6 separate regions of the Mus musculus genome follow, and regions 1, 2, 3, 4 and 6 are each linked to region 5. A link is a contact called in public HiChIP or PLAC-seq, Micro-C and promoter capture Hi-C data. All regions are on one chromosome and are shown on one strand. Each heading gives the region's core, a stretch centred on a gene start, on an enhancer-like site or on the middle of the called end of the contact. The rest is flanking DNA. Distances are from core to core; before and after follow the strand shown.

The links. Promoter capture Hi-C pulls out the DNA fragments that hold promoters and counts their contacts. Hi-C and Micro-C count contacts between places; a contact is called where the count stands out from the background. HiChIP or PLAC-seq counts read pairs in DNA pulled down with a chosen protein or histone mark.
Region 1: a Micro-C map of embryonic stem cells shows a contact between it and region 5, with 3 times the contacts expected there. The contact joins the promoter of Rftn1 here to the promoter of Tbc1d5 in region 5. A contact is called at or near these places in 2 of 39 promoter capture datasets (liver and pre-B cells) and 2 of 484 Hi-C or Micro-C datasets (B cells and embryonic stem cells).
Region 2: a contact with region 5 is called in a Micro-C map of embryonic stem cells, with 5 times the contacts expected there. The contact joins the promoter of Dazl here to the promoter of Tbc1d5 in region 5. A contact is called at or near these places in 5 of 39 promoter capture datasets (liver, neutrophils, pre-B cells and 1 more), 3 of 484 Hi-C or Micro-C datasets (adipose-derived mesenchymal stem cells, embryonic stem cells and muscle stem cells) and 3 of 9 other capture datasets (adipose tissue, liver and pancreatic islet).
Region 3: a contact with region 5 is called in an H3K27ac HiChIP or PLAC-seq map of double positive thymocytes, with 5 times the contacts expected there. The contact joins the enhancer-like site here to the promoter of Tbc1d5 in region 5. A contact is called at or near these places in 2 of 39 promoter capture datasets (frontonasal cranial neural crest and stem cell-derived epiblast-like cells), 1 of 484 Hi-C or Micro-C datasets (B cells) and 5 of 115 datasets of contacts at active chromatin or transcription factors (T-cell acute lymphoblastic leukemia, double positive thymocytes, embryonic stem cells and 2 more).
Region 4: an H3K4me3 HiChIP or PLAC-seq map of forebrain shows a contact between it and region 5, with 3 times the contacts expected there. The contact joins the enhancer-like site here to the promoter of Tbc1d5 in region 5. A contact is called at or near these places in 7 of 39 promoter capture datasets (the HPC-7 cell line, cranial neural crest, embryonic stem cells and 3 more), 4 of 484 Hi-C or Micro-C datasets (LSK cells, embryonic stem cells, muscle stem cells and 1 more), 18 of 115 datasets of contacts at active chromatin or transcription factors (SST interneurons, VIP interneurons, astrocytes and 14 more) and 2 of 9 other capture datasets (embryonic stem cells and macrophages).
Region 6: a contact with region 5 is called in a promoter capture Hi-C map of pre-B cells, with 2.5 times the contacts expected there. The contact joins the enhancer-like site here to the promoter of Tbc1d5 in region 5. A contact is called at or near these places in 3 of 39 promoter capture datasets (the C10 cell line and pre-B cells), 2 of 115 datasets of contacts at active chromatin or transcription factors (large pre-B cells and memory CD8 T cells) and 1 of 9 other capture datasets (liver).

Annotation. Positions count from the first base shown.
Region 1 is chr17:50,188,922-50,192,327 of GRCm38.p6, reverse strand. It overlaps Rftn1 (raftlin lipid raft linker 1), which reads left to right and starts at 1,831. Exons shown (of 10, transcript NM_181397.2): 1 at 1,831-2,107.
Region 2 is chr17:50,291,582-50,294,951 of GRCm38.p6, reverse strand. Dazl (deleted in azoospermia-like) reads left to right here and starts at 1,332. Exons shown (of 11, transcript NM_010021.5): 1 at 1,332-1,545. The coding sequence starts at 1,543.
Region 3 is chr17:52,161,287-52,164,879 of GRCm38.p6, reverse strand. It overlaps Gm19585 (predicted gene, 19585), which reads right to left. Exons shown (of 4, transcript NR_155494.1): 4 at 1,394-2,086. Among named protein-coding and RNA genes, the nearest start is that of Gm19585, 14 kb to the right of the region's middle. Within about 2 kb of position 2,114, at least 81 of the 459 cell types and tissues checked have an H3K27ac peak or open chromatin away from gene starts, as enhancers often do. A contact at or near this core is called in B cells, T-cell acute lymphoblastic leukemia, double positive thymocytes and 1 more, where this site is marked.
Region 4 is chr17:51,805,362-51,809,065 of GRCm38.p6, reverse strand. It overlaps Satb1 (special AT-rich sequence binding protein 1), which reads left to right. Exons shown (of 11, transcript NM_009122.2): 2 at 1-23; 3 at 3,693-3,704. Among named protein-coding and RNA genes, the nearest start is that of Satb1, 25 kb to the left of the region's middle. Within about 2 kb of position 2,310, at least 37 of the 459 cell types and tissues checked have an H3K27ac peak or open chromatin away from gene starts, as enhancers often do. A contact at or near this core is called in forebrain and memory CD8 T cells, where this site is marked.
Region 5 is chr17:51,177,717-51,181,014 of GRCm38.p6, reverse strand. It overlaps Tbc1d5 (TBC1 domain family, member 5), which reads left to right and starts at 1,663. Exons shown (of 22, transcript NM_028162.4): 1 at 1,663-1,915.
Region 6 is chr17:51,902,774-51,906,370 of GRCm38.p6, reverse strand. Gm20098 (predicted gene, 20098) reads right to left here. Exons shown (of 3, transcript NR_045095.1): 2 at 491-880. Among named protein-coding and RNA genes, the nearest start is that of Gm20098, 22 kb to the right of the region's middle. Within about 2 kb of position 2,205, at least 50 of the 459 cell types and tissues checked have an H3K27ac peak or open chromatin away from gene starts, as enhancers often do. A contact at or near this core is called in memory CD8 T cells and pre-B cells, where this site is marked.

The sequences.
Region 1 (3,406 bases), core at 582-3,081, 990 kb after region 5:
GGTAGAGTCCACACATACAATAATAATTCGTTGCGTGCATGTCTATCAAATGCCATGTTCCAGAGAGGAAGCGTGGTGGTGTATAGAAAGACAGGTCAAGAGTTCCAGAGGGAAAGCCAAACAAAACTTAAACATGGAAAAGCAGGTAGGGAAAAAAATTCATCAAAGACATTTAAATACACAGTGTTGGTACTAAGGACAGTAGTGAGGGACAGAAGATGGAAAATGTCAGCATAAGGTTCCCTCGAGGAACTGGTGTTTACAAAACAAACAAAAAAAAAACCCAACCCCCCCAACGCACCCTAAAATAAAACTACAAACACAAAATTCATAAGTGGAAAGAACTTGCTTAAAAATAATCTGTCTCCTCTCTGTGTCTCTCCATGTTTGTCTCTCTCCCTCTGCCTCTGCCTCTCCCTGTCCTCCTCCTTGTCCCTCTCTTCTTTGATGCCCTGCGATTTCTTGTTGACCACTGGCTGGCACTGTTAGGTTCTGTTAGGTGCTGTTTTCTCTCTGTAGTGACCATCAACGGTCCTGAACACTGGTGTAAGAGTCCTGATTTCCAGGTCTCAGCAGGATCTTTAGCGGAAAGGCACCCTCCCTCCCTTTGACTTCATAAATAAATGTTCAACACTGGGGTGCCCTGGACCCCTGTCCTGGCTTATTATTTCCAGACATGAACTAGGGATAGGGAAATGTGGAGAAAAGTGGGCGGAATGCCGGGATGGGGTGGGTAAATAGGCAGAGGAGTAAAAAGACAATTCAGGGGCAGAGTGATGGGGGGAGTAGGAGAGGGCCACAGGGAAGAAAATCCCTGAGTAGCTCTCACAAGAGGAGTTCCTGTAAACAGGCAGTGCTGCCTCCCCCCTCGCGCATGTTTCTAGTACCAGAAGGACCTCATTAAAACACAGGGTCTAGATCAGCCAGCCCTCTGCCGCGTGTAGCTCCAATGCCTAAGGACCCTTCTTTGCCCAACCAGAACAGGGTAATCAATTAAATCTCAGCCCCTTATGGTAATGATGATAATAACGATAATCGCAGAATTATAGAACGCTTCCAAGCATTTTCCATTTAATAAGACACAAGGAAGTGCTGGTTGGCCGATGAACAGGCCCAAAGTCACCCCCAGTCACTGGGAAGTAAGGACAGAAGGCAGCAATCCATCCTGACCATTTGTCTCTAGGGTTCCTGCTCTCAAGCCCTGCACGGTAATTCTGTTTTGTTTTACTGGCCTCAAGGAGACAGGATTTCACACTTTCACTATGGTAAAGCAGCCCTGTTTTAGGGAACAGCCTTATGGATTCTCATTGGGGAATCCATTTTGCTAGGCTAAGATGACCCAATTGCATCAGGATCTCAAACCTTTGGATACCTGGATAAAGTCGGGAAAGAGGCTGAGGCCAGTGGTACTATTTCTCTTCCCAAGCACTACTTTCGGAGAGATAAACCTGGGAGCAGAAGCTGCCTGGGGACGTTCCCACCTGTGGAATGGGTCCAGAATGGATCTCTTTCTAGCTCTCCTCCCCGCCCTAGCCATCAATCAGCACGTTGATGGCCGTCGCCTTCCCAGTATTTTGGCTGCCACCTTGGTGCTCTCCTAAGCAGGTCCCAAAACCCAAGCCTGGGAAAGAGAGGTGGGGTTAGGGGGAGGGGGAGGGAGAGCCCGGTTGCGCGGCGCTGGCGACGCACGGGGCGGACGGGTCTCTCGTGCGGGGCTGCCAGGGGCCGCTCGGCTTCCCCCAAGAAGATGCAGCACAGCATATTTTGCACATGAGTTCAGAGGAAGAGGAAGTGTAGCGGGCGGACGCGCGGCGGAGGCGGCGGCGGCGGCGCGGGGTGGAGTGGGGGCGGCGGGGCTGGAATCAGAGCGCGCAGGGCGCAGAGCGCAGCGAGCGGGAGCGCGGCGGCCACTGGCTCTGGAGAGGTACCTGTGCGGCCAGCGCCGGAGGGACAGACGACAAGCGAGCGGCCGCGCCCCGCGCTCTGCCCCCACCCCCGGGGTCGCGTCGTCCGCGCGCCGCCCTGCTCTGCATGGCACAAACTTTCATCCCGGGACACAGCACGCTGTCTCCGCCCGCGCCACGGTCACCGCTGCTGGTCCCCTAAGGTAGGTGGGCGTGCGGCGGGCCGGCGAGGTGGCGCGCAGAGGCCTGGGTCGCTGGCTCTGCTGGCCCGGGATCCGGGTGAGCAGGCGACAGCTCCTCGTGGCACCTCGGGGGCTCCGGAGCTGTTAGGCGAGCCCCCTGGTGCAGGTCGCGTGGGGATGGGGACAGATCGATGGGACGCCAGATTCTGGGCCAACTTTTTTTCCCCCGATGAAGAGGGGGAAAAAAAGCAAAACAAACAAGCGAGAGAGCGTTGGGGTGAGAGGTCGCCTGCTGGGGGTCCTGGGCTTCGCAGGCGGAGGTCTGCTAGAAGGACGCGGAGGGGAGCTTGGAGGCTACAGGTGGGTCAGGACCCGGGGCCTTAGTGGGTACTGGGCCCGGAGCAGATGGGAGTTGCCACCGCCCACGTGCACCCGGAGACCTGGGCTCGACCCAGGGAAGAGGTGTGCGACTCTTGAGAGCAGGCAGGAGGGTACTCGGTGGAAATACTGAGAGCTAAATCCCAGGCACCAGAAATGGGGCTTTTCTCCTCTGAAAAGGGGATTTTTTTTCTTGCCTTGTTGTAACACACTTTTCTAGGCATGGGGCACACCAGGATGGGCATGGGGTCTGGGCGAGGAGGAGGGAGTGTGTATTTAAAGAAGCCTGACTGTCAGGCGAGTGCGCCAGGTCTACTGGCATCACTGTCTTTGGAGGCCAGAATCGCGCAGAGGGCAGGGTTAGCCCCGCGCGTGCTCCCTGATGCCTGTTGGCTGCTGGCTCTCAGCTGCCCCCTGTGGGCGGTGGGTGGTGTGAGTGAGTTTGTTTAGGGGCTTACAAACAAAAACTATTTTTTAAAAAGAATCTGGCACAGATCTTTGTATATGAGTGGCTGCCTAACTGCCCAGCAACAGACCCTCTGTTCATACAGCTGTTTTCAGAAGGGGCGCAGGGAGGTGGGGTGGGAGTGGGTGGTGGTGTTAAGGTCAGAACAGGTGTCTCCCAACGGCTACTATGGAGTGTCATCTCAGGATAAGCCTTTTCCAGGAAGGAAGCCCAGGGTGTAATGTGAGTGGCCTACAAACCCATGGGTAGGGCCATTGAACCCAGCATACCCGTGGCTGCCAGGATTCCTAATTTGTACCTTCTGACCAGCTGGATTCTGAGGAAGTTCAAGTGACACCAGATGTCACCAGCCACTCATCCTCAGGGGTTAAACAACGAGCTGTGTGGTGCTGTGCTCTGACCTCAGTTAAGCAGTGTTACCTAGAGTGAGCTTGCAGACTCTTCTGCCTTCTGTAGAGGTTTCATGAGGTCCGAGC
Region 2 (3,370 bases), core at 83-2,582, 890 kb after region 5:
ACACCGGTGTGCTGCAAGGTGCTCAGCTCCAAATCGGGCTGCACCGCTTCAGCTTTCCCCATCCAGCCAACGCAGGAAGGCCTGGAGCTACAGAGTTTAGAGCCATCTCTCCGCTGCTCATTAACCAACCATTCCAGCTGTCTGTAGTGGGTTTTTTTCTTCTCTACACTAAAATGAGGACAGTCCAGGCCCTTTGTTAGACTGTTCACACCACCATGTAGCCACCTACCGAAGGCCAGTGGAGAATCGGATCTTCACCGCTGTAGTTTCGAGCTTAATTTTAGTTTCAGAATTTTGGAATTTCCCCCCTTTCAAATAGGTGCAATCTACCCTTATTTGTTTTATTTTTATTTATTATTTTAATACTATTTTCTCCATCATTGCTGCATGGTTAGTGGCAATCTTAAGCTGTTTTGCCAGCTTTAAAAAAAAAAAAAGCTGTAATACTTATCATCTGTACAAAAGGTAGTCAGGACGGTATAAGTACTAGGTGGTTCTGCCGTAAGGTTATCTCCACCAAGCACCCTACAGCTCGGCTCTGCTGTAGGTAGGTAGGCCCCGTTTCTCTGGCCTTGAGAATGTTCTAGAATTCTCTCAGCTGGCCTAGCTTGTTTCTGTAAAGCCTACAAGAGAAACGCTCACACTGCAACCTAAATTCCACGAAGGGAGGGATATTCTCTCGTGTGGTCTGGTCACTGCTGTGTCCTTTGTACCGGATAATTCGGGCATTTATTTGAAGGGGCGGGGGGGGGGGAGAAAAAAAACGGAAGAAAAAAACTAAGTCCTGATGGCTGACGGGCCGGCCCGTGAGGCATGAGGTGCGCCTTCCACATGCACCCGGACTCAACCTTCTCAATGTGGCTGAAAAAGAGGGTGAAGGGGCCCGGCCAGGCAAGGCCTGCTCTCTAGTCGTGCCGCCCGTTATTAATTTCTATTTCTGCGGGCATTTTGTAAATTTTAAATTCGGCCGCCAAGCTTTGCTGACGGGATAACGCCATGCCTTCGAGGTGCCATTTTTGAGGTAATGACTTGAATAAATGCTTTCCTGACAGAACTCTGAGCACCGTCCTGCCCAGGACTTATTTCACAGGGGCTTCGGACACGGTCCTGGGGGGGCTAGGGAGTGGCAGGAGTCGGTCCATCTGTCTGTCAGTGAGGCTCGGGCCTGCTCGGCAGCCGAGACCCTTACGTAGATGTCGCGCATGCTCCATGCGCACCCCTCACGCACTCCGTGGGCGACGTGGGTCCCCTGGCCCCCCTTGCGAGGCCCTAGCGCTGCCGCCTATTGGCTGTAGCACGTCACGAGGCCAGCCACGCACAGTCATCCCCCCGGGGCGCGCAGCCCACGCCTCAGTGACTCGGCGACCCTCAGCACGCTCGCTTCGGGACTCCGCTGTCTCCGTGGCCGTGGGCTCTCTTTCCACCACCGCCTCGGCTTTTTTTTGCCCGTTGGCCGGCTAGGCAGCCACCTCACGTAGCTGCCCCGTCGCGTGGCTTCTGCTCCACCTTCGAGGTTTTACCACCCGAACTCTGGCCGCCATCATGGTGAGTCGAGGGCAGGCCCCGGGGTGGCAGTGCAAGACCAGCCGGAGGCCGCGATTCCTTACGCGGAGGTTTAAAAATCGGCCTTTTCTGGTGTAGCACAGAGAAGTGGGGAGAGGGCATAAAGAGGGTCCTTTCATATTTCCGGTTCTGGGTTCCTCCCCCACCGGACAGCCCCCAGGGTGAGGCCTGGAGGACAAGAGTGGCGGCCTTGCTGCCTTTGCGGCCTACACCAGCACTGAGGGGTTGCGGGGAGATGGCGGGCAGCCCTGGGGACCTCGGGCAGCCCCGGGGTGGGCCACGTGCACGGCCTGGGCGTCACGTGACGGCTCTTTCCCGCCTTTGGGCCGCGGTGCCCGTAGGAGCAGGCCTTAGGCGAGGCCTGCCGCGGCCCAGCCCCCACCCCGCGGCCCAGCTCCTCCGCACGAGCGCCCGGGCTTCCGGGTCGGAGCGCCGCAGCGCGGGCGCCTCCGCCAGGTGGCGCCTAGGCTGGCCGCGCCGGGTCCTGCGGCCTGGCGGCTTGGCCGCGGCGTGGAAAGGACCCGGAGGGCGTGGTTATCGGGAGGCTGAGGGCGGGCCCTGTCGCCTGGTGACTGTGGGTGGGGTGGAGGCGGCTTTGCGGGAGCTTGGCTTGCGTGGGCTGGGGGAGGAGCCAGAGGCCTGAGCCGGGCGGGGGTCGGGGAAAGCGGGACCGGACAGCTCTGCTGTAATCGCCGCTGCCGCCGCCAGCAGACTGACTGAGGCGTTGCCAGGCTAGCTTGGGCTACTGAAAACAAACGTTGATAGCCATTTAATCACAAATCCGTTAGATGTTGCATGTTCGTTTAAAATTTTTTTCCATTTTAGAGGTAAAGGAAGAAATTTATACTACTTATGACCGATGTTAACTTAAGTTGGAATTCAAATTAAGCATTTATAATGTGAAATAGGTACTTGTCTATCACAATAATTTAAATCGCACAATATTGGACCGTTTTCTCACTACATTAGGGTTAAACATTTGATAACTGCAGATTTTTATCTATTGGCCAGTATTTGTAGCATACATGGGAATTTGCTTAGCATAGTGATTTAATTACATTTCAAAAATGTGAATCCTGAAATCTTTAATAACTATTCTCAGCTTCTAGCTATATTTGATATGTGGATTTTCCAATACAATGAAGTATGGTACTGTACAAAATAGGCAAATTTTTGTGTGCTGGCTCATTGCTGGTATTCTAATATTTCTCATAGCTAATTCAGAGGTATAATTAAATATGTCTTAAATTTAATACAGTTTGTTTTCAGTATGCTATTATAGTCCATTGATGAGTAAGATACTTTCCCACCAGGGTCAGTAGTGGGCATTTAGGTGTGTGGAAATTTACAATTATTGGGGACAGCAGGGGGCCATATGGAGCCCTTTAGAAGTTCAGGTCAACTCTGGCAACATAAGACGTCATTTAAAATAAATAATTGTACTCAAGAAGTAGAGGCATGAGTTTGAAGCCAGCCTGGTCTACATAGCAAGTTTTCAGGACAGCCAGAGTTACATAATAAGATCCTATCTCTTAAGTATAAAATTATACTTTCTTAAACATCAACCTGACTTACAAGTATTTGGTTGTAGAGTGGTTTTGGTCATATTTAAAAAGTAACTAAAGCATCTATCAGTTGTGGGTGTTTTACTTATTAAGCATACAGTAGGAATTAGGTCTTATTAAAATGGATTCTTTGCTTTCTTGGTTTTGAGTGCCACCTACTGGATAAGGACTAGGATATGGTGTGCCTTCTTTAATACATAATACACTATTATTTTGAGACCGATTTAATATTTACTCTGATG
Region 3 (3,593 bases), core at 865-3,364, 980 kb before region 5:
TAACAAAATAGAAAACACAAACTAGGCAGTGCCTGGATGCATTAATAGGTCAAGATGGATCACATTTTAAAATGTTATGTTTTGAAAGTTCTCTCTTTCTTACCTTTTATTTGTGTGTGTGTGTGTGTGTGTGTGTGTGTGTGTGTGTGTGTGTGTGTGGTGTTTGCAGGGTATACATTATGTGACAGGGGTATATACAGGGGTGGTATACACACCCACATTAATGGGATCCTCCTCTGGCATCTTCTATTTCTATTCATCTTATTTCTTGATAGAGTCCCTCGGTGAATCTGTGGCTTGCTTGCCATTTTAGACTGGCTGGCCAATAAACCCAAGGATGCACCTGTCTTGGCCCCTGTTGCAACTGGAATTTCAGAGGACTGCCTTTACACCTGACTTTTACACGGGTGCCGGGGACTCGAACTCCTGCCTTCACACTTGCACAGCAGGCACTTACTCCTCCATGCTCCCGGGATGCTAAGTAACTTTGAAGAGCATATTTGAAGTCTATGCCTTGCCACTTTCTCTGGCAGAGGTTTAAGACCACACTAAATGGAAACAGAAAAAGAAATGTTGGAATAGGGAGAAACTAGCCAAGTACATAAAGAATAAAATGTAGAAACAGCAAGTATGGACAAGACCATCTTTGTAGTATAATTCTTTTCTTCCTCCAAAAAAACTTCTGTCATCTCAAATGTGTGCCTATGCCATTGTACTCACTCTTCTCTGTTATTTAATCTGTACAGTAATCACTAGTCTGTTTTTCCTTTTAATATTTTACACTTGGCCCCAGATAGGGAAGAGTGACTGGAACAAAACCGGTTAATACATAGCTTTTTGTGTTCCATTTTTGTAGGTTTTAAAAACTCCAAGGTTGGACACAGAATAAATTAATTCTTTAAAACATTTTACTCTATTCATTTATTTACTGTGTGTGGAGGCATACCACAGTATGCACAATGGAGGACTGTGGACAACCAGAGTGGACCACATGGTGGGAGAAGGGATCAAGATCATGCTGTCAGCTTTGTTAGCAAGTTCTGTTACCCACTGAGCCATCTTGCTGGTCCAGAGTATGTGGTCTTTAACAAATGCATATGGAGGCCTATGAGATGGGTGGCTGAGGTATATAAGATGCTGCTCCAGTCAACCCAGCAATCCTGAAGAGAGTCTGAAGACACTTTCGGTCTTGAGCAGGTCTTCTACTCCAGTTCGGATAAAATGATGCTGAGATACAGAAAGGGGATGAAGTAATCCACAACTCACAATAGGTCACCTGGACATGTATGTCCCAACATGACATCTGTATGTCAATATTTTGTTTTAAGCCTCGAGTAGCCTCAGACTGCTATAAACAGAAGAATAAATGAACATAGAAGTAGACTGGAGGGCTTACATTTATTTGTTTATTTATTTATTTATATCTATTTATTTTACAATCATCTCCCATAGTCTGGCATTTATAAACCCTTAACTACTTATCATCAATCATTTTTGGTCAACTTTGATGTGAGAATGATTTTTATCAAGTGTCCAGGAAACACACCTGGGTAGATCTGCAGAATGGCCCAGAGTATGAGAGGCCATGTAGAAACAGGAAGCCGAACTTCAGTTGAAAGAGTTCATGTTTTCTCTCTGTTCAGATCTCAGACTAAATTTGGCAAGCTGTGAGTGCCCGTGCAAGGGAAGGAAATGCATAACAGAGCAGAGCAACTCATCTTTCATGGCTTTTGGGAAATTATTTGACAGATCCACAGTCATATTATTCTTTAAAAACTCTTTCATGAGGCATTTCCCAAGAAATTCTGATGTTGACTGTGGTGGACTGACGGGTTGTGTTTACGTACTTCTAAGGGACCACAAGTCTACCTGTGTGTGAATGAGCGCCTTCCTAATAAGTAAATGACTCTGCTTTCATGTGTTTAATAATATTTAGACTTCACTTTTTCTTTTTTTTTTCCCCTTATGTTCTCCCAAAGAAGTTTCGGTCTCTCCCATCATGTGTTGTTGTGGTGGTGAGGTTATTTTTCTTGATGAGTCGCACCCACTCACAGTCAACTTGAAGGTCTTTTCCACTGCAGACAGCCTGTGAATGCGCAAAAGGAAGCTGGTTATCTCCACATCAGCAACTCACATCACAGCGTGATCAGAAGTGACATCACTGTGTGGTTTCACTAATGATATTTAAAGGAGATCACTATTTTCAGTTGCTTTTTTAGTCTCAGAAACCTCTGCATCTCCTTCCACTTCGCTGCCCATCTGTCACCCCTCCTCTGTCCCACCAGATTCCTTCTCAGCACTACTCTCCTCTCCATTTCCAGCCTGTGATGACAATGGGTCCTCTCAGGTTTTTCTGGGGTTGTTTTGTTTTGTTTTTTAAAAAAGAGAAAAGTCAAGTCCATTAATACTATTGACTTGGTAACTTTTTTTTCCCAGAATAAGATCTGAGAAGAATTCGAGAAAACCACAGATACTAGAACTGATGAAGACTGTTTCCTGTGAATTTGTGTGGCTTGCTCACCAAGACACCCTCTGCTAGTCTCATTCTTCCTTCTATAAACAATTTCTGCAATTGGCCCTAAAACCCTCTTGGAATGAAGACACAATTCTTACATGCGAACACTTCAATCCAGGTCCAGTTGTAGATCAACAGGACCTACACAGGGAAGCATCTTTGTACAGACATCTCTTAAACAATTGTAGTGAAATGATCTGGTTTGAAATAGGTGTCCAGAAGAAAGTCCTTACCTTTGCGTATGCAGTGGAAACCCTCCGTTTTATGTTTACAGTGATAAAATTTGTATATGTGTGTATGCATGCATGCATGTGTACATATATATATATATATATATATATATATATATATGTATATATTTGTGTTTTGGAGTGCAGGTAAGGAAGGGCTGAAAAGTGATGTGTGGGGGAAAAACAGAAATCACATACACTAACATTCCAATAGAGGAGTTTGTAATGAGCATACAAATGGTAGCAGGATGTGCATTTATTAATATTTTATGGAACTGGGTGCCATGAAATGATATCGGTCTCCACAGCATCATCTTTATAACATGTGAGACCACAAGATTCTCCAGCCATAGTCACTGAGCCTCTTGGGCTCTATCTTCCTCCAGTCTAAAATAGTTTCTTAACCCCATCACAGTCGGCTTGGGGGGATGGATGCTTCTTGTGATAGGGTTTACTTAACAGCATTCCTGGTTTCTGCTTGTCAGACACCAGTATGTTCTATCAGTTTTAACAGTCTCCAGACAGAGCCAGATGTTTCTCAAGGGAGCTGAACAGGCAAAATACCCTATAGCTTACAACCAGTAAATAAAAATAATTAAAGTTTATAATATCTTTCTATTCTAAAACTTGGTGAGAAGAACATCTAAGATACTTTTTTAGAATGTATTTTACTTACCTTTTAACTATTTTACAAATACATAATAAAATGTTTTGACCATATTCACCCACCTAGCACCTACTCTCAAACCCCTTGGTACTGCTAAACCCCATAGTCAATTCATAAAAGATATTTTTTAAAAAATTCTTAATTCATACCAGTTAAGATTGAAGAGAGAAAAGTAACCAAG
Region 4 (3,704 bases), core at 1,061-3,560, 630 kb before region 5:
CATGAAAACCAACCTTAGGAAAGGTAAATACTCGCCAATCAAATCCTGCAAAGCTGCTTGATGTCTGCCCAAGGCCACCCTGTGTGGAGGTGTAGGGCTGGAACATGCTGGGCATATTCTCTTTCTAGGTGTCTTTCTGATGGGAAATTAAATGGCATTGTGGGCTGTGGTGTCAGTCAGGTTCTGAAAGCATGTGTGCTGGTTTTGAGTGGTGCCTCTCTCTTCCTAAGACTGGAGGCCCTGGTATATTTGGAGAGTAAAAAGTCTGAGTTCAGTGTCATGGTCTTCGTCTAGACAAGGTCCATTTGGCGACACTGCTGCAGTTATGGGTGTGCAGGTAGCTGCTGTTTGAGCTGATCCTGGGTAAGAGACTGAGCTTGTCTGAGAATCACCATAGGTTTTTCCTGAGATTACTAACTGTAAGGGGATTTTCAGGACATGGACCTGACATGAGAACAAAGATTTCTGATGTAATTTACTGTGCTTTTTATTTTTCTGAAGAGCAAAGTTATTATTTAACAGTTTGTTTTTTAAAAACAATTTGCTGATTCTGGTTTTTAATTTTGAGTATTTTTGGTAAAGGGAAAGGAAGATTTAGGCAAGTTTGTAAAGGGGAAAAATACAAACAAGTGATTTTTCTACCAATATTAAATGGATGAAGTTTTTACAACTTTGCCTGTGTTAGACATTGCTGTCCCTACAAGTCAGGTCCTGTGTGGAATACCCTGTATGCCTCACAGGGGTCTTTATTTTGTCATTGAATAACATGTAGGACTCAGATTTTTTCTGCATTTGCTAAGCAAAGAATAATAATGCCATCTTTTACTCAGCACGAATACTAAGCAGAGAAAGTTAGGAGGCCGAGGAATTTCATTGTGTTTGATGCATAACATTTATCATATTTATCATACAATCATTTATTTTTTTCCTTGGTTTGGCGAAAACAAAGAATATATTGATCCTGAAATAAACAGACACAGCACTCCGTATTGTTAGATCTTTATCTATTAAAAATGGAAAAACAGCCCTTCAGCAAATTCTTTGGCCTCTACTCATGATTACCCTATTTATTGATTGTTTGCCAAGAATGTATGCATCTTTAAGCCAGGGTAAGAGCATTAAAAATATAATTTATTATGGCTTTTCAAACAGAGTGCATTAATATTGTACTGTGTAGTGCTGAGGCTCTATAAAAAAAGACTTTCTGACGCCTGCAAACACACAAGTTCCATAAATTCCTAAATAGGAGATTTCAGCTGTCTCTGGTATTATGTGATATTTGCACAGCAAACTTTAATGCCAGGACAGTTTTAGACAAGGATTCTACAGACTTCCCTGCTCCTTATGGCTGCCGTGCTGTTTACACAGGCTCATGAACCTCCAGCAAAAGCCTCTAAGACTGCCTTCAGGTTTAAATCATGTGGTATTTTTAGCTTGCAGCAGTGACCAGTGCTCCCTGTCTAATGCAGGAAGGCTATGAAGTTGCAGTAGTTGGAAGTCTGGCCAAACACCAGCTTGAATAATCAGGCAGTCCAGCGAAGGCTCCTGTTTAACATTACTCCTAGTAACAGGAGGGCAACCGTGACAGTTCTCAAGACGATCTAGCACCGGATTTGTAATTAGATGATCCTGTTGCTACCGTATCGCAGCCACCTTTATTATCTATAAGGCACCTTTAAATTCGATCAATTAAACACAGAGTCAATCCAGGCTGTTTCAGTGGTTTGAAAAGGTTTCACTTATTTCATAGAGCAGAGGTCTGAAAAGCTATTTGACACCTCTGATTCCATGAGAGGAAAATGCAGTATACGTGATTTTGGCTTGCAAACCCCAACTCCTCAGACATCAGTAGTGAGGAGAAGGAGCTAAGAGCTAGAGTGTGGTCATCTCACTCCTCAAATGCTTTAAGAAATGCATTGCATTCAAAATTACATATCTAAGAAATACATTTTAATTCTAGGAGGGTCTGCGCTCAAAACAAACAGCAAAAAAAAAAAAAAATCAGAAGTCTTTTGGGAGGTTTTGTTTTTTTATTATTTTTTTTAATCTTATTTTTCATGTGCTTGGTTTCTGTTTGACAGGTGCTAGATAAAAATTGTGGCTAAGCTGAGAAAGCACTAAGAAAAAGGGGTTGGGTGTTTTTATTTGTTTAAGAGATTTTGCCAAAATACCTTCAAGCCAAGGAAGAAATCACCAGTTTGCATATTGCTATTTTTGCTGCGGTCTCCCCAAGTTCTCTTCTGATCCCTGACGGGTTCTCTCTCTGGTATAAAACAGCTGAATGAATGACAAGAATATTGGCAAGCTCTGCGGCTTGTGTTTCATGCCTAGCCTGCTGGTACTTCCCAACGAGTTTGTGAGCTTTTCTAAGTAAACCTAAAGGGGTTGGTTTAATTGTCAGAGCTGGAGTCTCCTGTGAATGGTTTCGCAGAGCTTAGGTGAAGACACACATGTGGAAAGATGGAGCTGTTTTATGGCCGGCTTTTGTTCAGCAGAAACCAGCAAATAGAGGATTTGTAAAGGGCCTCTCAGGCAGTAGGGAAATGTCATGCCGATCCTCAGAGCAGGGGATGGGCAGCTGACACCCTCAGAAGTTAGGGTTCTGCCAGTCCAGTACAAGTCCAGAGTATAGAGCCGACGCAGGCAGGGATACTGTGGAACTAATTGGGGATCCTGGGTGCCCTGTTAAAGTAACCCTTGTCATCATTTATGCTAAAGATGATACTCTCCTGGCAGTGTGCCACAGTACTGCTCAGATGCATCTGTTTTTAACCCTTTTCTGGAACTGTTGGAAGTCTGACAGCGTACTGCATTAATACCTTGAGTGCCACTGCAGGTGGACTCCGGCTTCTGGGCCAAATCTCCTTCCCAACAGTCCTGTGGCCTGTGTCACTGAGCTCTTGGACTGGGTGCCAACAGAGAAGCAGCAGACCCCACGCAGAGCCTGCCTCTCCTGGATCGCAGGAAGGCCAGCTTTCCTTTCACACTCTGTCATTTTTACCATATTTAACTGCAGCAGAAATTGTTAACGTTAAAGACTTATGGCTGCTGTCAATGGCTTTTTCCTGGATAGATGAAATGGGTAGTCATAGATAGAAGTATTCTGTTTTGTTTGTTCTGTACATTCAAACAGTGCCTATGAGCACCGATGTGGTTACGTTTTGTGTTTCTTTTGTGGAACCAGTTAGAGGAAATGCTGAAAACCAGGCAGAAAAATCATTGTCTAGTCAGATAATTTGGGCGCAAGCAGGTAAAGCTTGTTATTAACAGAAGTGTGTATGCAGGAAGAAGGTGGGCTCTTCGAAGACAACTGCAGTGGGTTCTGTTTGCGTAGCAGTTAAAGCAAATCAGACCAGACACTTATCTGTCTCTCGTCAGCATTACTGTTCGATCAGAAAAGTAATTCTGCGTTCACTGATTTTGGAAGATGCACTATTAAAATGAATGGCGAGGCCACGTTACCTTATGAGCAGGTACACCGTAAAGGAAGTTAAAGTCTTTCCTGTGCAACTTTTAAACAGTAAATGACTGCATGTTTGTCTGTGTGCCTGTGTCTCCCCCCAGACTGCCTGGGAAGCTCTGTGGCTCCTCTCACTGTGGTGAAGATTTAGTTTCATAGCTTAGGTCTTCCTCCCTCCAGACTGTTTCTGAAGATTGTTGGTTTTCTATATTTTCCTCTGTCTCTTTGATAGGAACCATGTTAC
Region 5 (3,298 bases), core at 414-2,913:
ATGGTGAGGAACCTGGAGACATGCAGGTAGACATGGTGCTGGAGAAGCAGCTGAAAACTACTCCTGATCTGTAGGCTGAGAGACTGGGCCCACTATGAGCTTTTGAGGTTTCAAAAGCTCACTTCCTTTGACAAGGCCACACCTTCAAATCCTTCTATCACTCTACTCTCTGGTGACTAACCATTCGAACACATGAGCCTACGGGGGCGATTTTTATTTAATCACCACAAATGGTATGGCTGCTTTCTGTCTTCTTTTATCCATCTCTGAGAAGCAGCTGAGCTTTATAGTCTTCAGAGATGTTCTTTTCATCTCTAATGAAATTGCCCTTCGGTCCCTTCTTAAATTATGCTATTTATGAGACTAAGCGTCCCAAGAGGGGATAGAGATTTCTCCTGTCATTTGGTGACCACACTGAAGGACCTCTACAGTCCCAGTAACACCAGCATAGTCAGTACTTCAGGAAGGAGATGAGGGTCTGCGGTGAGATATTTCGGTGCCGGAGAACAAAGTCCACTATACATTGTAGAATACCAGTCATGTGGCTGACTGCTGTATTGCTAGCTGGGAGAGCAATATCCAAATACAGCATGATGCATCTTCCTATTTCTTAGGATTCTGTTCATGAGACTAATGTAATCATGAGTTTAGCCAGAACTTTTAATAGCTTACTCTATTCAACCTGTTCAATTTCTGCTACAGTGAGAAGGGCATTAGAAAAAAGAGAATCACTGTGTTAAGTGTGGTATGCCTTCCTTGGAAGCTAGCTAACTTTCTGACCTCTGTTTTGGTTTCCATAATCTGAACATAACAACTGATTTTTTTTTTTTTTGCGCTATTTGTAAAGACAGATTAATAAGAGATCTCTCTTTCTCTCTCTCCAACTCAGATGAGCTATTTACCACTTTCTTATTGAAGAAGAAAATACCAGCCTCCCATTGCTGGAGGTTAAATGCAACTTTAAGTCAGGATTAAGCAGGGGCATAGGGCGGTAAAACCAGGGTCTAGTCATTTGCCAAAATTGTCATTCATTAGATTAACTATCTAATGACTAGTCATTAGTCTAGATTCGAGGTCTGAGAAGATAAAACCTGTGTGTTTTTACAGGTGTGGGGTTGCTAAAAAAACAAAACAAAAAACAGCACCTCTCTGGATTCATACAAAGAAGGTCTTCACAAAGAGGTAGTGAGTCCCTACAAAATTGGGTGGCACGACCTATCTGTCATCAGTCTGTACAGCTGTAGACCAAGGATGAAGGGAAGGCCATTTACAGGAGACAAGGAAATTGTGCGATCCGAGGCAGGAGTGCCAGATTCTTAGGACGTTCCCAGGCCTGACTTATCTCCTCGATGCCAGTCCCACCCTGGGAAGCTGGTGGCAAGTGGGGGACCTCGGGTTGTGGCAGAAGGCCGGCTCCCACTGTAGGGAGGCCCCGCGCGCATGCGCATCGGCATGGCCCAGGCAGCTCCATTGGTCTCGGGCGTCCCCTTTTCCCTCTTCACCCCGACCTATCCCCCAAGACACCAGGCTCCCAGAGCGCGGGTCACCCGCGGCTCACCCGCTGGCTCGTCCCAGGCCCGGGCGCGCGCCTGCGCACGGGTCCCCGGGCGCGCGGGGTTACTAGAGGTGGAGCGCCGGGAGGGCGCGCAGCAGGAGGCGGACGCCGTTACGGAGGGAGCGTGGTCACGTGGCCGCTGGTCACCGCCGCCACCTCCCGCCCCATTCTCTTGCTGGTCGGGCCAGGCCCGGCGTGTTCCACGAGAGCCCGGCAGACTGACGGGGAGAGAGAGAGAGAGAGCGAGAGAGCGAGATAAAGAGAGGAGAGAGACAGAGAGACTGACAGAGAGAGAGAGAGAGAGAAAGGAGGGGAGGAGGATTCAGGGAATAGGAGCTGGGGAGCCCTGCTGCGCTACAGGTAAAAAAATAACATAACGATGCTAACGGTGAAAAAGCGCCTCGCCTCCCCCGTCAGCCTCCCCGGGCAGCTGCACAGCCGTCGCTCCCTCCCCGGCCTCCCCTCAGCCTCGCTGGGCCCCGTCCCGCCGCCAGGGAAGGCCCGAGCCGCCGGCCGCGGCTTGCGCGCGGGCTGGGAAGGGAGGCGGGCTGGGGCTCGGTCCGCTGCGGGCCGGCGGGCGAGCGGGCGGAAGGGCGAGCGCGCACACGGGCGAGGCAGCCTCTCTCAGCCCGCTCGTCCCAGTCCCCGTCCCCGTTCGGTCCTCGCTCCCGGACGAGCTCGGGAAGCAGCTACCGGGCATTGCCGAGCTGCTCAGCCAGCTCTACTTCCTCTTTGGCCGGTTCCCTGTTTCTTTCAGCCCTGGGCTGCACGTTTCCTTCCCAGGCCGGAAGTCAGGCGGCTGGAGCCCGGAGCCGAGCAGCCTCGGAGGAGAGAAACCCTCTCCTGCCTTAATTTGCCTTAGTGCTACTTAAGTTAGTCACGCCGGCATCTGTCAGTTCGAGGCCTGGCAGGACCCGAGGAGAACGACTTGGGAGAGTTCCCCCTGCCCCCTCTGTTTTCCTGGAAATGTACTGTTCTTCCAATACATTCTGTGCAGATATGCGACCTAGAGTTTGGTCACTCCTAGTTACTAATAGTTTCAGGACGACTTACTAACCAATTCAGCGCTTGAGAATGGTAACAGCTTTTGAAGGTTACATCTTTTATAACCCTTCAACTTCCACCCCCCCCCCCCCATCACTTTCTGCAGAGTCCCCATTTCTCAATTCTGAACTGGACTGAAACTTTACTATGCAGGTTACATGCTAAACTGCCTGAGGTGGATTGTGCTGAAATGCTAGGGCTTTTGTACGCGTAGTCCATCACAGTGTAGTCCACAAACCACCTCTTATTAGTGTGCTGTGGCACAGGATGCACTATTGGAAAAGAACTCTTGGAATACAGTGGGAAAGAAACTCACTTTTCCGTTATGCGTCTTTGGTTCAGTTCTATTTCCAGGACTTCCTTGGTGTCCGAAATAGAATGGAAAGGGCAGCTGCAGTGGGATAGAGAGCGTTGATCAAACCTGAGTCCCTGGGGGTTGGGTTCTTGTTAAAAATGTGATAGGAATTCAGTGGATGTGGTAACTGATACAACTTGTTATTCTGCATTTCTCACGTGGTGATGGACAAGACCTTGTTCAATACAAAAGGTGTAAATATCTTCTGTGTATAGAAATGAAGTTACGTGTCTGTGAAGGACGGACACACACACACACACACACACACACACACACACCCCTTGGAATGAAGAGGTGGCCTGATAGGAAAGTTCAGTGTCAGGGTGCACTAATAAAGTTTGCTT
Region 6 (3,597 bases), core at 956-3,455, 720 kb before region 5:
AGAAGGGTATGTCACTCCCCAAATTATCACAGCTAAGACATCTTCCCGCTGTGACTTTAGGACACTTTATACAAACTGCACACTTAAACAATGTAACATAGTCCTATCCAATTAGTTGCCAAAACCTGCCACCTAAGACTGTACTCATGGTTTCTATGGAGATATTATTTACATGTAATGCAGTGTATGAATCGCAAATGTACCTTCACTGAGTGTTGAGCAATAGACTCCCTCAGTAACTCACAAACTTGTCAGGGTAAAGAACACTTCCAAGTGCTTATCCAGTCAGTGTTCCTCATTGCAGTCAGCATAGGGCTGCTGTAACAGAATCCACAAGTCGTGTGACAAAGATACCTACTCCTCACGATTCTTGAGTCTGATAAGTCCAAGATCCAAGTGGCAGCAGACATAGTGATCCAAATGCTCACCTTCGTACTGTGTCCTCACAGTGGGAGGAGGAGGGCAGATCTCTGAAATAAAGGGCACTGACCTCAAAGAGGAGATCTCTGTCCTCTTGACTATTCTCTAGTGGCTGGTCTCCATCAAGTGTTGTCACAGGGAATTGAGATGACAGCATATGAGTGGGGGCCACCAGCTGAATGTGAAGACCACTGCAGATGCCTGCAGTTTGCTTCATCGTGGGTAAGTTTCTGTCAACTCTAGAAGCTGGTACAAAAGAAAACATGTAGAAGACTCCCTTGTGGAAAGTCTTTTTAACCCTGTACTTTGAGGGTAGTTCTCCAGCGCAGGTTAGATTCCACTATACAGGTAACCGAATGTGTGTCCACTTTCTATTCATGGGCATCCCAGCCCATGACGAGGATGCTATAGACATGTACAAGTTTTCTTAATAGATGTTTTCATTCCTTCTGGATAAGATCTAAAAGTATAAATACCAAAGACTTGGGTGAGGCGCATGCATACCAGAATAAATCTCATCATGCTTTCTCATTTCATATTTTCACTCACAATATGTTATAACTCTATCATTCTAGCAAGTATATATTAATAACACATTGGTTTTAATTTGTATTTTTTTTTGATATATGTAAACGTAGACATTGGAGAAAACACAGGAGTGTATCTCAGTAACTTTACAACAAGGCTCAGAAAGCATTAGATATCAAAAACACAAAACAAACAAAAAGAAACCAGGTACGGTGGTACACATTTTTAACCTTAGCACTCAGGCATCAGGGGCAGGCAGGTATCTGTGACTTTGACGTCAGCCTGCTCTATCCAGTGAGAGTTACATAGTAAGACCCTGTGTCAACAAAGGAAAAAGAAGAGAAAACAAAAGGCAGAGTATGAGGAGGTGACTTAGTGGGTAAAAGAGAAGGCAGGCCAGCATGAGGAACTGAGTTCAGACCTCTAAAGCCTACCTAAGAGGAAGACTCAGTTGTGTGCCTGTTCATCCATCAGGAAACAGGAATCAGAGACTGGAGGAATTCTAGATGTTCACAGGCCAGCCAGTCAAAGAGCAGAACCATCACTGAGGTTGTCCTCTGACCTCCACATGCACACTCACACACACACACACACACACACACACACACACACACACACACACACAGAGGCTATATGAAAAAATGTCTATAATTAAACAATCAAATCCAATGGGGAAAGCCTGAACAAAATGTTTACACAGGCCCTTCACCAATGAACACAGTGGCCACGAAGCACATGGCAAATCTGTGTGACCCTCCTTCCTTCCCCCCGTAGGAGAAATCATCTTTTATTTTTACTACTGTTTTTACACACATAGTTTCCCACCCGAACTCTACACAACTTGGAAGCAGAGAGTATGTTGAAGGCATCTTTGGTTACCTCACTTGAGACATTCTCAAGTAGTTTCAAATGGTTGACCCAATGAAATAAAAACATGTATGGTAAGACCTGAATAAGGCCATTAATATTATAAATAAATAAAACAGTAACAAGAACATTTCCTACAGATGATGGGGGGAAAAATGCCAAGAAATAAAAGCCTTAAGAGGGAGAAAGAGGAGTCCTCAAGGTTGGGTGAAATTACTGTCAAGATATGATATAAAATACAAGAGGAAACAGGGTTTATAAAACAAAATAACAAAGATACTGTTAAAGAAAGCTTCCAAAAATAAGACATATGCTCTCTTCATGGGCAACCTATCTCTGTGTGGGTAATTTTGCGTCTCTGAAAGCCCAGGGGAAAACTATCAGACCAAAACAGGAAGCTGTGCATGTGCTACAGAGCGGAAGTCACTATAGCATGAGTCTCTGTGTACCCTGATGTGCATCCTTCCTTCCAGAAAGCTCAGATTCCTTGTCAGAAATGACACCCAGAAAGCACAGATGGCATCATGCCTGCCTCACTACGTGTTTTGGGTACCCATGACATCATCTTGGAATTCCCAGCATACCACCATCTGAGCCTCACAAGGCATGTAGCCTCTGAAAAGAAAAGTTGTTCTGCAAGGCTCCTGTGAAACCTGCTCATGGTTCATGAGCCACAGTTTAGTGTAACTATAACGAATTTTCTAGAACTAGAGTCTTACTCCAGGCATCTTCACAATTACTTGAAAATAGGAATGCCTATTTGGTTTTCAAAAGATGAGCTCAAGCTAGTTCTGTCCCTCTGGAAGAGACCTGAACATGTCCCAGGTCATCTCATTTCTGTCCCAATCTCCAAACTATTTTGTGAAAGTCACTTGATTCTTGGGTCAAAGCAAGGTTTTCTTTTCCTTCTTTTCTTTCTTTCCTTCTTTCTTTGTTCCTTTCTTCCTTTCTTTCTCTCTCTCTTCTCTTTCTTTCTTTCTTTCTTTCTTTCTCTCTTTCTCTCTTTCTCTCTCTTTCTCTCTCTCTCTCTCTTTCTTTCTTTCTTTCTTTCTTTCTTTCTCTCTTTCTTTCTAATATTTTTTGGAGGGTGAGAACTTTGAGACAGGGTCTCACTATTTACCCCTGACTGTCCTGGAACTCACTGTGTAGATCAGGCTGGCCTCAAACTCACAGAGATCCACCTACCTCTGCCTGCTGAGTGCTGGGATTAATAAGGCATACCATCACCACCTGGCTAAAAAATCACATATTCCAGGCTGGCCTTGAACTCCTGATCCTATTGCATTCAGCAAATCCTACCACCCTGCACCACCACAGCTGAAAACTTTTTTTAATTAAAACATTTTTCATATGATATATTTTGATGGTGTTTCCCCCTCCCTCAATTTCTCCCCTCCCAACTTTGCATTCCTTATCTCTTTCTCCTTTTAAAATAAGCAAACAAAACCAAAAGAAATTCACATGTACAAAAAAAATCCTCACAAAATAGAAATTAAAATAAGCAAACAAAAGACTGATAAGACAAAAAAAAAAGTCCAAGTAAAGCAAAATGAGACAAAAATACCACTGTGTTCCTCGAGTATTGGTGATCTATTGCTGGGCATTCTTTCTTAATAAAGACACAGAAATCATGGCTTTGAACCAGGAAAATTCTGACCAGAATAAGCAAGTTTCTTGACTGTCTTTTTAAGATCTTCAGGGGAAGAGAACACAATCTTTCTGAATATATCACATATGGGGACCAAAGAAGTGAAGCAGAGTGTTAGTGGCCATTCACACTGG